Linked DNA regions of Mus musculus: region 1 is linked to region 2. Evidence: chromatin contacts called from public targeted proximity ligation data. All regions are on one chromosome and are shown on one strand. The core of a region is the stretch at or near the end of the contact, and the rest is flanking DNA. Distances in the headings are between cores, read along the strand shown. Region 1 holds the start of Tmem132a (transmembrane protein 132A). Region 2 holds the start of Cd5 (CD5 antigen).

What was found.
Region 1: a contact with region 2 is called in a targeted proximity ligation map of pancreatic cancer cells. A contact is called at or near these places in 15 of 39 promoter capture datasets (the 3T3-L1 cell line, 3T3-L1-derived adipocytes, the C10 cell line and 11 more), 22 of 484 Hi-C or Micro-C datasets (B cells, the C2C12 cell line, the G1E-ER4 cell line and 12 more), 15 of 130 datasets of targeted methods (craniofacial prominence, embryonic basal ganglia, embryonic fibroblasts and 9 more) and 4 of 9 other capture datasets (adipose tissue, liver, macrophages and 1 more).

What each region holds. Positions count from the first base shown.
Region 1 is chr19:10,865,673-10,872,351 of GRCm38.p6, reverse strand. It overlaps Tmem132a (transmembrane protein 132A), which reads left to right and starts at 2,573. Exons shown (of 11, transcript NM_133804.2): 1 at 2,573-2,813; 2 at 5,208-5,422; 3 at 5,665-5,883. The coding sequence starts at 2,726. It overlaps Tmem109 (transmembrane protein 109), which reads left to right. Exons shown (of 4, transcript NM_134142.1): 4 at 203-1,692. The coding sequence ends at 594.
Region 2 is chr19:10,733,254-10,740,391 of GRCm38.p6, reverse strand. Cd5 (CD5 antigen) reads left to right here and starts at 1,418. Exons shown (of 11, transcript NM_007650.3): 1 at 1,418-1,597. The coding sequence starts at 1,546.

The sequences.
Region 1 (6,679 bases), core at 1,324-3,823, 130 kb before region 2:
ATAACAAATGAAGCTCCATTTCCAGTAGTCTTCCGGGAGTCCCAGTCGGGAAGATTGGGATTCAAACCTGTTTCCCAGGCCTGTAAGGATGGGCTATGCCTTTGTAATTATGGCTGTTGGGTCCCTTCTGCTTCACTCTTTCTTGCCCCTCTTTGCCCTCACCACATTGCTAGATTGCTGACTCTGTCCTTTTCCCTTTCAGGTGAACAACTCACCCAGGGCTTGAAGCTCAGCCCTAGCCAAGTCCAGACCCTTCTACTGTGGGGAGCAGCAGCACTGGTCATCTACTGGTTGCTGTCCCTGCTCCTAGGCTTGGTCTTGGCCTTGCTAGGGAGGATCCTGGGGGGTCTGAAACTTGTTCTTTTTGTCGCTGGCTTTGTGGCCCTGGTGAGGTCTGTGCCCGACCCATCTACCCGGGCCTTGATGCTCTTGGCCTTGTTAACTCTCTTTGCCTTGCTGAGCCGGCTCACTGGCTCCAGGAGCTCAGGGAGCCACCTGGAAGCCAAGGTGAGAGGGCTGGAGCGCCAGATAGAAGAGCTTAGAGGGAGGCAGAGGCGAGCAGCCAAGATGCCCAGGAGCATGGAAGAAGAGTGACAAGGGCGTCCCCAAGAGACACCCTCACCGTACCAAAGAGCTGAGCTGCTTCTGGGTCTCACGGACCTCCTTGCAGCCCCCTTGCCCTTTCCTTGCCTTGTGTCCGGAACCTTCACACCTTTACCCCTGCGCTAGCCCCTGGCTGAGAGGAGAGAACCTGTCCTCTGCCGGTGCTCAGTCAAGTGATGGCTCCCTGCCCTTCTGTGCTCCCAGCCTGCCTCCCCCAGGGCAGGTTGGAGCCCTCAGCCCTGGCTTCTGCTCTCAGCCAGCACCACTGCCCGCTGATCTCCGTGATGATTAACCTGCTGCTTCCTTACACAAGGCCTGCCCAGGCTGAAGCTCCTGTTTGACCACTCCCCCCCCCCCCCCCCAGCTCTTTTCTTCCTGCTCCCAGCCACACTACCATCCCAAGTCCCTTGCGGCCCTCTCTGTCTTCCTCATTGCACTGCAATGGGCAGGGGTAGGAGATTGGAGATAAGGATGAAGGGGGAGGAAAGGGTCCCTGGAGGCCTGTGCATCTATGCTCTGTTACAAGTGCCTTAGCAGGAGTCAGCAGCACCCTCCAGGTGCCCCTTGCCACACTGAATGTGGGAAAGTGTGCTGTGGCTACTTCGTGGTCAGAGTGAGCCCCTTGCAGAATCCCCACTCCAGCAAACAAAGCAACGGCCCTGCTGGGATTGTCGAATCTCCCTTGAGGGTTTCAGGGACCTTGAAAAGGGCAGGAGGACCTGCTGTCTTGCAGTTTTACCCCTGTCCACTCTCTGCCATCCAGAAGCAAGCGTTGGTCAGTGTTGTGTCCCAGTAGCTGGGAAGGGCACGGCTTTGCCCTGATCTGTTCTGCAGGGCTAGGAGTGAGCCTGCCACTAACCCCTCTCCACCACTTGCTCACTCTTGGCCTTGGCCTTGGCCTTTAGGTCCCTGGTGGAGGGAGATGACCCATGCCAGGTCCAGCACAAGATGTGAAGATTAAATGCCTATTCTTACTGAAGGTTTGATGTGGAATCATGGCTGCAGTGATATGTTTTTATCAGCGCTTGGTGGTTTTAAAGTGCATGCTATTTTATTATCTTCTTCTGAATAAAATGTATTTACTCAAAAGTCTCTGCTGACAAACTCTCTTCCTTCTGGACTTCTAGCAGAAATCTGTTGGGAGGAAGGGAGGGCTCAGGAAGGCAGGATGTACCTGGTACCTTTCCCCCTAGGACTCTGGAGGGAGGCATGCACTCTCTTGGAAAGCTTGCAGATCTGGCAGCTCTGTTGGGACTGAAGTTGCCCCTTCCTGCAGGGTGCTTATATTGCTAGCTTGGGGAACCTGGAAAAACTGGCTTCCCTCCCAGACTCAGGAATTTACTGAATAAGGTTCTCAATGTGGCTCCAGGTGGTTCTGCTCTTTTGTGTAAGGCCCGGGCACGTTTCTGTTTCTTTTTCCTCTTTAAGTTGCCATGGAGATGCCAAATCTGGACCTCTCCCAACACTACCTGAGGGCAAGGCTAGGTGGCACTGGGAGTCAGGACTCCCTCAGAAGGGTTGACCAGCCTACACCCTTCATCCTTAGGGACTCTTTCTGGGATAGGTTTGGGCATGAGACAAGCTGCCTCCACGGATGGCCTAAGGTGGTCTGGCCTGGTTTGGCCTCTCCTTTTCTGCCCCAGCAGCTCTGTTCTCTTATGTCCCTGAATTCTAGATGCCTTCACAGGTGAGATGCCTGTGGGGAGGGTATGAGGCAGAGGAAACGGGTTTTGTTTGTTTTTCTCCTTGATCATCGGCTTCCACGAGGAATCCCAGAACGCACCTTGTGCTTCCTGGCAGAGGACATCAATCTGCTTAGTCTCCAGGGACGCTGCCTTATTCCAATCCTAGGCACCCTAGGCACGGGGCCACGCTCTGGGTTTTGGGATCCGCAGGGCACTAGGACCCGGCGGGGCGAAGGGGACAGCCCATGTGCCTGCGTTCCCTCCCACCCCACTGCTCCTGCTCCATTGTCTGGGAACTGCAGCCGCGGGCCGGCGGCGCAGGGAACTAGCTGGCCACAGCGGCTGGCGCGGAGCGGGCGCGGGAGATGTGGGGACAGATTGCAGCCACCTGAGCCGCGCGCCGGTTACCCTCCTTTGGTGGGAAGGAGTGCGCCTCGATGACTGAACGCAAGGCTGCGGCCCCTCGGGGGCCCTACGGTGCCTGGTTCTGCCTCCTGGTGGCTCTCGCCCTGGAAGTCGTGAGAGGTCAGAGGGAAGGGAGGGGTGGGGAGGGGCGACCTGGCCCTGTCCGTCCGAGGCCACGCGCCATTGATGCCCCCAAGCCACTGGACTCTAGAACTAAACCTAGAGCGATGCCCTGGAGAGGTCTAACCTTGGGAAACCGGTTCCCAGCCAACAGCCCTTTGGCTTTCTTCTCTGTGCACCACCTAGATGCTCCTAAAGTCTTTTCACTCCCATCTTCACTAGCCCGGTCCCAACTCCTCTGCGAGCCCCTCTCCAGCCGCGACATCTAACCCGGCTGCCCTGCTTCCCCGTGCACCACCTCTTCCTAACCTGCAGTTCTAGTCCCCAGAAACCCGCTGGTTAGTCACAGGAATGCAAAACAGGCTCTTTGCCTGAGACCCGAGAGATATGCCTCTGCCCCCCCCCCTCTCTCCCTTTCCCCCTCTCTCTCTCCCCCTCTCTCTCCCTGTTCCAAGGAGATCTCCAACATTGGAGTCTTCTGGGAGAGTCCCAGCCTTGCCTTTCCGAGCCCTTGTGGGTGCACCCATCACTGAGTACGAAAGGGGCAGCAGCTACCGCGTGCCTGCCATAAGCTGGGGCTGAAAGGTGGAAGATGTTATGGGAATTGGGAGATGGCGAAGTAGTCTCTACCTTTCTGCCCCCATCAAGAGGGCTGGATTCTCCGTGATGGGAGACCATGGAAGTCCGTGGGAGTCAGGCTACTGAGCATCTTGTAATTATGGAAACATTGAATTAGAAGGTGGACCGGAGCCACCCTAAGGACCAACAACAGTCACTCACTTGTTACCCTTAGGGATACTGGTGCGCGGGCGCGCGCGCGGGGGGGGGGCACTCTAGAGAAAAGCCCCGCCGTCCCAGCTCAGCTGTGGGGCTGAGAGAGCTGGTTCTGGAACTTCTTTTAGGTACCTGCTCCAAACCCTGCAGAACCAGTGGGGGTCCTAATAACCCCTCCACAGTGAGGGAAGGAAAGCTTTTTCATTTGGCTCACTAACAATCTCACTTCCAGTATGATCTACACCAAGCTTCCAAAACCCTCCCCTGCTCACCGGGTTATGAAATACTCCCACCCCTTGTACCAGTGAGGAAGGAAACCCAGGCTCCAAGATGCTGGTGACTGGCCCATCTTTCATGGAGTAGAGCTAGGGCATAAAGTCAGATCTCTCCCCTTATCCCCCAAACCTCTTCAGGGAGAGTCATGGGAATTACAGAATGAGTAAGACAGAGCCTGGGGTTCACATAATACAGGAGAGGCAGCAGAGCCAAGCCCATGGACTGCACTTGGGGTTCCAGGTACTCTGGAGAAACGGGAGGATTGTTCCCCATCTTAGAAAAGCAGTAGCAGCAAGCAGAGCCGGAACAAGGTGTCCAGCAAGGGGCTGAATGACCACAGAAGGCTTCCTCGAGGAGGCAGGGTGTACTCTTGACCCTGAAGGAGGGTGGGGGCACAGTGTGAAGGCCACATGGCATGCTGGGGTTGCCCTGGATGGAACGGCTGGGTAGCTAGGTGGTGAGATCCTGACTGGCCTCTCAGGTCCACTGCAGGTTGGAGAACCCTCATACATCATTTTTTACATCCATTAAGTGGAATTTGTAGTAATAGAATTTAATCCAAAGAATTGTGTGGGAACTGAAAGACTTACTACATGTAAAATTGAATCTGTGTGGGGTTAAGTGCTTTAAAAATTGTTACTATTTGGGGATGATAGTACAAATCAATATAGCCATAGTGGACCTTTGTGCTTTTTATGAACAAATATTCCATCTCTTCTGGTTCGTGTTCCCACCCTTAGGGAGTGCCAGTTGCTGCATGGACCTATTTGGTACCCTCCCAAGTGTCATTGCTGAACCCCAATCCCTAGCTAGGACTAGGGCTTGGTCCCCAGAATGGGTCAAGTTTGGAAATTTGATGTGGGTGTGCCATGACAGTAATTGGACTTGGAAGGGGTGACCAGCCATGTCCATGAAAGGACACGGACACAGCAAAAACAGACTCCATTTCTACAAAGCTCAACTGGGAACCATCTTTTACTGAGTAGTTCCCAATGCAGGAGGAGCTGTGTCCTCCAAATGCCCTATCTGAGGCAGGGATATGTAGGGGAGATGTTGAAAAGGCTCTGCTGGAGGGAGAGATAAGTTCTGGGTAAGATAGAAGGAATAGCTGGGAAGTTTACATCCGATCCCTGACTCTCCAACTCTGACTGCTTTTAAGAGGCTCTCAGTACCTCAGTCACCTCGTCTGTGAAATGGGATGATTCCTCTACATCTGGGAGATGGTACATTTGTAGTCCACTTTGCCCTCTCCCCCCCAGCCCCACACTGAGAATGAAGCCCACCCAGTCCAACCTCTGTGAGTTCTGTAGCTATCTGACATCTCCTTTCCTTATTCCTCTTCAGTTAGCAGTAACCATGATACCCTGGACCCCATCTACCTGCCAGTGGCCCTGGAACTCCTAGATGCCCCTGAGCATTTTCGTGTGCAGCAGGTGGGCCATTACCCACCTGCCAACTCTTCCCTGGCCTCCCGCTCTGAGACTTTCCTGCTCATGCAGCCCTGGCCCAGGGCACAGCCGCTTCTCCGGGCCTCCTACCCACCCTTTGCCACTCAGCAGGTAAGGCTAGGGCCCGGGAACTCCCAGGCAAATCAGAGTCATGGGGTTCTGGGGCTCTTCTCATTCTCCTATCTAAGTACCAGCAAGGGATTGGGCACATTAGGGTGATGTGGCCATAGACACCTTTTCCCCATTCTCTACACCGAGATTAGAAGCCTGAAATCCCACCTTCCCAGACCTGGCTATGGTGTTATCTGCCTCTCCACTCGACCCTACAGATGAGCATGTTTGCCCTTTTCCAGGTGGTCCCTCCTAGGGTCACCGAGCCCCACCGGCGGCCTGTCCCTTGGGATGTGCGGGCTGTTTCCGTGGAAGCAGCGGTGACTCCAGCAGAACCCTATGCCCGTGTCCTCTTCCACCTCAAAGGGCAGGATTGGCCACCAGGACCTGGCAGCTTGCCCTGTGCCCGACTACATGCCACACACCCTGCAGGCACTGCCCACCGAGCCTGCCGCTTCCAGGTGAGTGGGTTGTTTCTGTTGCTGCACCATGCAGGTGTGGTGCCAGGGTCTAAAGGAAAGGACCCTACCACAGTCTGAGAGTCTAGGGCATCGCCACCTGGCTCTGTTTTGGTTCCCGATTGCCCTAGGAGAGGGCTCCTTGAGGATTTCAGTCCATGATGCATGGTTTTAGGGCACATAATTCCCACCTATAGGGAACTGGAGAAGAAAGAAATGAAGCAACTGTCAGAGTCGCTGTCACAGAGTCATTTACCTTTGTGTGTGGTGACGGAACTTTTGTGGGTTCTATTTTCATTATTGTGCAGTTGAGCCCAAATACCCACTGGAAAGAGCCGTTCCTTTTCTCTCCTCTCCTCTCCTCTCTTCTCCTCTCCTCTCCTCTCCTCTCCTCTCCTCTCCTCTCCTCTCCTCTCCTCTCCTCTCCTCTCCTCTCCTTTTCTTTTTTTTCTTTTTTCTTTCTTTTTAATCTTTCATTTATTTTATATGAGTACACTGTAGCTGCCTTCAGACAAACCAGAAGAGGGCATCAGATCCCATTACAGATGGTTGTGAGCCACCATGTGACTGCTGGGAATTGAACTCAGGACCTCTGGAAGAGCAGTCAGTGCTCTTAAACTGCTGAGCCATCTCTCCAGCCCCAAGAACTGTTTCTTGATATTCTGAGCTCTAGGCAAGTCCTGGGATGTGGTAAAGATTATCCCATTTTGCTCTGAGTCTGTTCAAGAAGAGTGACCTACAGAGTAGTCTGAGACCCAGATCTGGTGGGTCCCAGGAGACATCCTTGGTTCTGCCTTCC
Region 2 (7,138 bases), core at 169-2,668:
TGTGTGTGTGTGTGAGTGTGTGCATGTGTGTGTGTGTGTGTGTGTGTGTGTGTGTGTGTGTGCGCGTGTGTGCACATGCGTGTGCATGCATGCATATGCGAGGGCGTGGGCTGGCTGGTCAATGGACAGTGAAGCTCTCTATAAACTGTGAGGAAATAGGCTCCGATGGGCACTTAAGAAACAAAGGGATGCTAGGGATACAGATCAGTTGAGAGTGTTTGCCTTGTAAGCATGAGACACTGGGTTCCAGCAAAGGAAAAAATAACAGACACACCAGGTAGGGACTGTCCCCAGCACCCAACCCATCACCACCACCAGACAAGAGTTTCTCTGTGTAACATCCCTGGCTGTCCTGGAACTCACTTTGTAGACCAGGCTGGCCTCAAACTCACAGAGATCACCTTGCCTCTGTCTCCTGAGTGCTGGGATTAAAAGGTGTGTATCACCATGCCAGCTGCATTTCTAGTTCTTGCATATCATTGATAATGTTGAATGAATGAATGAATGAATGAATGAATGAATGAATGAATGAATGAACGAATCTAGATCCAGAGACCATACAACATGGAGATCTCACACCCAACATGAATATCTATCTCATACCTAACATGGAGATCATACCCAAAATGGGCATCTCACACCAACAGGGAGATCTCTCTCTCTCTCTCTCTCTCTCTCTCTCTCTCTCTCTCTCTCTCTCTCTCTCTCTCTCTCTCTCTCTCTTTCTCTCTCTCTCTCTCTCTCACACACACACACACACACACACACACACACAGTGCTGCAAGTTCAACTCAGATGAAGACACTCTCCTCCCCATACTTGCTGGTAAAATATTACTCTTGGATTCTTAGGCACAGCAGCTCCCGCTTGTAATTCTAACATTTGTGAGACTGAAGCAGGAGGATTACCACAAACTCCAGGCTTACATGGGCTACCTAGCAAGGTCTTGTTTTGTTTTGTTTCTTTGCTTAGATCCCCATAGGGATTCAACTCAGATTATGGACTTCCAGCCCCGTACACCATCAGGAGTGAGCAGGGCTTGTGTCTTGGTTTTCCTTATTGACCCTGCAATAAGACCTGAAGTTGCTCGCCTGCACAGTCCCCACCCCACTCAGAATCCTGTAGGGAAGGCTCCTGTCTCGGGCCCTTGCCCTTTTACCTCGGGTGAGCTCTCCTGAGAGTAGAACGACCTCTCTCTGGAGTTCCCAGCCTCTCTCTGCCCCACAGTCCCATCCCACAAGGACACCTGGTTCTGCCCAGCCATGAGAATGGCCAGTGGGCACTACCGCAGTTCCAGGCACCTCGTGCAGGAAGCTGACAGAGACTCAGGCCTCCATTCTAATTGGGGCAGGTGGTTTCACAGGGAGGAAGTTGACAGTTCAACTTCAAACAGGGTTGGCAGTGACACAGGCCCACACTGCCTGCTTCCCCTTTCCACCCCTGTTTATGCCCCCTCCCTCCAAGACAGTAAGACACTGAGTCAGACACCTCTCCTGGCTGGCCAGCTGAGCTCACTGAGGCTGAGGCAGCAGAAGGCCATTATCCATGGACTCCCACGAAGTGCTGCTGGCTGCCACATACCTGCTGGGAACGCTGGGTGAGTCTCTGCCGGTACTGGGTACTGCCAGGCTGAATACCTGTGCATACCGGGGTGCAGTAAGAGGATCTCAGTTCTTCCCAGGTCTGACTCTGGGCTCATGTGCAATAGCAGGGAGGCTTAGGGTCACAGAGGTTAGGTCAACTCCCCATTCTCCGCGGGGCTCTGCGCGTGCATTGCCAAGCCTGATCCACTGTCTTTCTCAGCTTTGGGTTAGAAGTCAGTGTGCACTTAGTTTCCAACCTGTGCAGCCACCCTCTCCAGGGTGCCACCTAGAAATGCCTGGCCTTTATTTGGTCACCTCCAGGGAGGCACAAACCTGATATTGAGGATGCTCCGGGCAGAGTAGGCTGCGGCAGAATGGTCCATTTATAAGGATGCGGAAGAACAGAGAGATGCCAAGCTCAAACAGCAGCCCTATGTCAGTTCTAAAGGAGTCCCCAACTCATGAGCCTTGCTCCAAACCTGAGACCCTGCTGGTGGGCCATCAGTGACATCAGGAAAGTAAGCGATTCTTGACTAGCCAGAGGTATGCTGTGGGCGCTAGGCCTGGAGGCCCAAAGAGATCCTCCGGGTCACAGCATGTGCACAGAGCAGAGCAGAGATGTAAACTGACGTGGCGGGGTAAAGGCTGCTGGATGCCAGGTGGGATGGAAAAGAAGAAATGGCTTTCTACTTCACAGAGAAGGGTTGGGGGCTTCAGATACCCACTCTGTACCTACAAGAGCTAGGAGTGAGTGTGAGAATGTGTGACTCTGGATGTGGAGGGGTGCGTTTTGAATGTATGTATCTATGAGAACTGTGTGTGCACTCTCCTGGACACTATATGACCTCTTCACTCATGTTAGCATGACTTGGATGCCCACGTACACACCCCTTGTGCATTGGACAGTAAGAGGTACACCATGCCTGCTTGACAAATCTTGGCTTGCTTCCTGGACCTTACTAGGACATTGATGTGGTCCCTTTGGTCCTGAGAATCTCAGAAGCCAAGCCTTTATCCCCTGCCCCAATCCAGGCCTTCTCTGCAGTCTCAGACCCACACACAAGGAGACAGGACCCACCCATGGTCCCCACTGGGCATGGAGTGAGCTCTTGGCAGGACTGCAGGTACCCCTGTTCCATGGAAGCCAGAGTCCAGAAGAGATGGAATCGAACCATCACCCCAGTAGAGTTATCATTTGGAGGCCTGGGAGCACATGGTCCCTGTATGTTGCTAGAGTCTTATAGGTAGAAAGTAGTTTCTTAGTCGTGGGTAGGTAGGGAACAGCTCGCACTTTTATTTTACTTTTATGGTCCTATGATTGAACCCAGGACCTCACACATGCTACGCAAGCTATGGCTGAGCTACAGCCTGCCACTTTTTACTTTAAAAAAAAAACAAAACTGTTTTTAGACATTTGGGTGTGTGTGTGTGTGTGTGTGTGTGTGTGTGTGTGTGTGTGTGCATACATGCATGTGTACCAAGACTTTATTCCCACCCTACAACCAGCCCTCCCCAGCAGCCTCAAGTGTGCTATGCAGGAATGCCATTGGGTCAGAGGACAATTTGCAAGAGTCAGTTCTCTCCTTCTGCCCTGTGAGTCCAAGAGATAGAAATTGGCACATGAGTCTTGGCAGAGAATGCCTTTACCCACTTAGCCATCCTACAGGGCCCCAGCTTTTTGAAGCATGGTCTCCATAAATGACCAGCTGGCCTGAACTTACTCCATAACCCAGGAGTGTCTTCAACTTGCAATCCTCCTGCCTCAGCCTCTCCGGTAGCTGGAATTACAGGCCTGTGCCACCAGGCCTGATTTTCATGAAATCCTTTTAAATCCTTTTTTTTTTTTTCCTGTTAGCTTCTGAATAGTACAGAAAATATGTGGAGCCATCTTCCCATTTTACAGTGAGTGAAAACTGAGGCCCAGGAGTGGCAAGCGCATGGTGGAACAGGTGGTGAGCAGCATGGAGAGCCTGGCCTACATTTCTGCCCTCACACAGCCCCACCACCTCTGTAGGAGTAATAGGTTCCCAAAGCCATTCTCACACGTCAGAGCATGACCATAGGAGAAGCCTTCATCAGCAGAGACACAAACATCAAGGCATAGGGCTGTGGATACTCTAGGACCTAAGGAATGAAGATCTTTACAACCTGGCTAGGGTTCCCACATTGTCCCCTCTTACAATTTTTCTGAGCCTCAATCATTGAAGTGGGTTGGGGACGTGGCTCAGACACCACAGTAACTCCAAAAACCAATTTGAGTTCCACTCTGGCACTTTTGGCTAGGTGACCCCGGGCGCTGGTTTGGTAATCCTCCCTCTCCTTCACTGTAAGGAGAATAACAGCAAATGGCAAGGAAACGAATTAACTCACAGTAGGCCTAGCCTATATGTGGTGGAGATAGTGCTCAGTGGACACTAGGGTCATCTGGAAGCAAGGCAAGGCAGAATGGGATCTTACCAAGCGCTCGCCACACCATAGATCTTCTCCCCCTTTCTTCTGCCCAGGCTGTTCATCCACCCATTCGCTTATTCACTCTCACTCATTCACTCATTCATTCATCTACAAATCTGTTCTGAGCATGTGCTACTCAGCTCTTTACAGCGGCAGGAGCATCGAGAGCCAAGGCAGACATTTTGGCCCACGGGCCTGCGCCGCTCACAGAGACCCGACAGAGGAAGTATGGAAGCCAGCACCCGAATCCTCACATGTCTGGGGGCCTGAGCACATCACAGGGCCCTACTTGGCATATGGACCTGGATGTGCAGGCACAGGATCATTTGAAGGGACTGCCATTCCCTCTGCCACCCTGAGCCCCAAGTGCTAAGAAGAGCCAGCTAGTGAAAGGAGGGGAGAGGCACTTGGGTAGAGGAGGCCACAGGGTAAAGGCCATAAGGACAAGACAGGCTAGGTATGTGCTAGCTGAGAGCAGGCTGTGAGCTGCTCTCCCAGGATACACAGCTGAGGTTGTCTTTGGCTCTAAGCACAAAGGAAAGGAACCCTGACTGACCCACAGATCCTGGAAGCCATAGGTACTGGCTCTATGCTCATTCAGCATGGCTCCACCAAGGGGGTCAGATGGTCTAAGAATTCAAGGAGAGCTGACAGAGCTAAGAGCGTCAATTCTTTGTGTGTGTGTGTTTGTGTGTATGCATGCATGTGTGTGTGTGTGTGCAGTTAGTGTGCAGCGCAGGGTGGGAGTACCTAATTTGATTTCTTCTTAGTCACCCGGAGTAACAAGAACTTCTCTGGCCCTTGGTTTTCTCATCTATAAAATGGGCTGGGCATGACGGTAATCCCAGAACTAGGTAGTGTGAGATAGAAAAATCATAAGTTCCAGGGTAGCCTGTATTGCACAGTGAGTAACTGATCTCAAAAAATCAACCAAACAAAACAGACTATCAGAAGCCGAGAGCTGTGCTCCAAAGGATAACGGTGGTAGTTTCTGTGGATTCATCCAGACTGAGTGCCTACTATGTGCTGGAGATACACAGAGAACAAAGAGACAAGGTCTCTGCCCTGGTGGATCTGACCCAGCAATCAAGGTGTGAAGGGAACTAGACAAGAGATAAAGACAGTGAGTCTGTGGGTGCTAGAAGGTCACTCGTGGGTTGGTGATAAATAAGGGAGGGCTAGGTGGGGGGCATGCTGTTTCTATACAGGATGGGTCTGACAAAAAAGAGAAAATGTTTATACCTAGGTGTGGGAAGTGAGCTGCATCTGCCACAGTGCCTGGGGGATCCAGCACAGGGGCCTGTTTTGGCTCAGCAGCTCCAAAGGAGGGGGGTGAGAGGGAGCCCACAGAGCCTCCTGAGGGACTGGAGATGCCCTCCTATGAACGGGTAAAATGGCACAGTGCAGAAGGCTTTCCTGAGCCTCTCCAGGACTGAGTCCACAACCAGATAGCTAGCCAGACATGCTCTGGAATCCAGATGTTTTCCAAGTGTGGATGCTTCATTTTAAAGAGCTGTATGCTCCTCACACCCTCGTCTCAGGGGGCAGCACTGTGCTGTAGAAAGGAACACATGCCCACTTCCACAATGACACCTGGGGGACCCAGAGGAACCCCACATGCTCTGTCAGATGGTGGGAATGAGGCACGATGTTGCTTACCTCCAGCTACATCTGTCACCATGACCAAGTCATTATCCCCTCTGAACGTTGGTTCTCCCACCTGAAAGTGGAGGCAAACACGGCCAGTTTCTACAGGCCTGTGCCGGAAAGAACAGGCCGAAGCACCGAGCTTTGCAATGTGTGAAGGTCTGTGCACCTGTAATCGCAACACCTGAGAGATGAAGAAGACCAAAGAGATTCAAGGTCATCCTCTCACATGGTGCCTTCTAGGCTAGCCTGGGCTACATAAAACCCTGTCACAAGAAAGGAAGAAAGGACGGACAGATGGATGAAAAGAAAAAATAAAGGGAGTGAGGAAGAAAAGGGAAAAACAGTTGGGGTTTCTGGAACCTTCCACGTCAGCCAATGGAGAGATGAAGGAAGAAAACCTTCCCGAAGCTGGCAGCCTCCCATGTAAAGTGATGGCTGCAGTTTGAGGAGCTCCGTCAACTGTCAGGGCACCATCGTTTATGGAATAAAGAGGCCACGTGATTGCTAAGAAATCATTACGTGAAATGAATGGGGGGGTCTTTATAGAGCAAGATCTTCATCTGAGGTGTTAGGCAAGAAATAGGCCTTTATGAGAGAGGCTTATAAGTAGGGGGATTACAGTAGCAACTATAGTTGCCAAGGTCCCAGCCCCTGCCTCCGACCCCAGGTACCTACCAGATACTAAATCGGCTTTACTTAGCATGTCCAGGCTGGAAATGACAGGCAGGACCTCTGAGCAGGTCGGAGGCAGAGGACTGAGTTTAGCTTTGCCACCAGCTGCCCTGAGCTAGGTTCTGTCCTGCAGAGCACCTAGGCCTGTGTACAGCGGCAGCCTGGCTACTGGTAAAGGGATTCACAGCATTGGATCATGAACATTTTCAACCATTCCAAAATCCATAAAAATACTTAACATTCCTGGCAAACAGGTCTGGTGCAAAATGGCAACTTGAAGTCATGGGAGGCTATTTATAATTGTGCTGCGTCCCATGCAGGGTGGGAATGCGAGCGTTTCATGTGCCTAAAGCCTGGCAGGGCTCACCGGGAGCCTTGGCTCTGGCAAATGTAGACTGCTGGCTAAGGCCCTGCTGACGGCGACACAGCCCACAGCCAGAGTCCCTGATTTTTAAAACCATCTTAACTTTCATTAGGATTTATTTTAAAAGCAAAATAAAAGGAAGTCTCAAAATAATTGGATTTCTTTCAATGTGCAGATAAGACACTATGGACAGTGGAGCTTCTTTTGTGAAATCTTTGTCTGGGCTTGCTCAGTCCAAGCCATGACTTTTGGGAGCTTGGAGGATGGTGTAGGAAAGGAAACGGCCCTGGAATTCTTAGATGCTATCCCAGCAGCGTGGGGGAGGAAATGGTTAACACTCCCATACCCCATGGTCCTGCAGCTTCCAGGGTCTCCAAGCAGAGTCCTGGGTTGGGAGTTTCAGAAAGTACTGGGCACT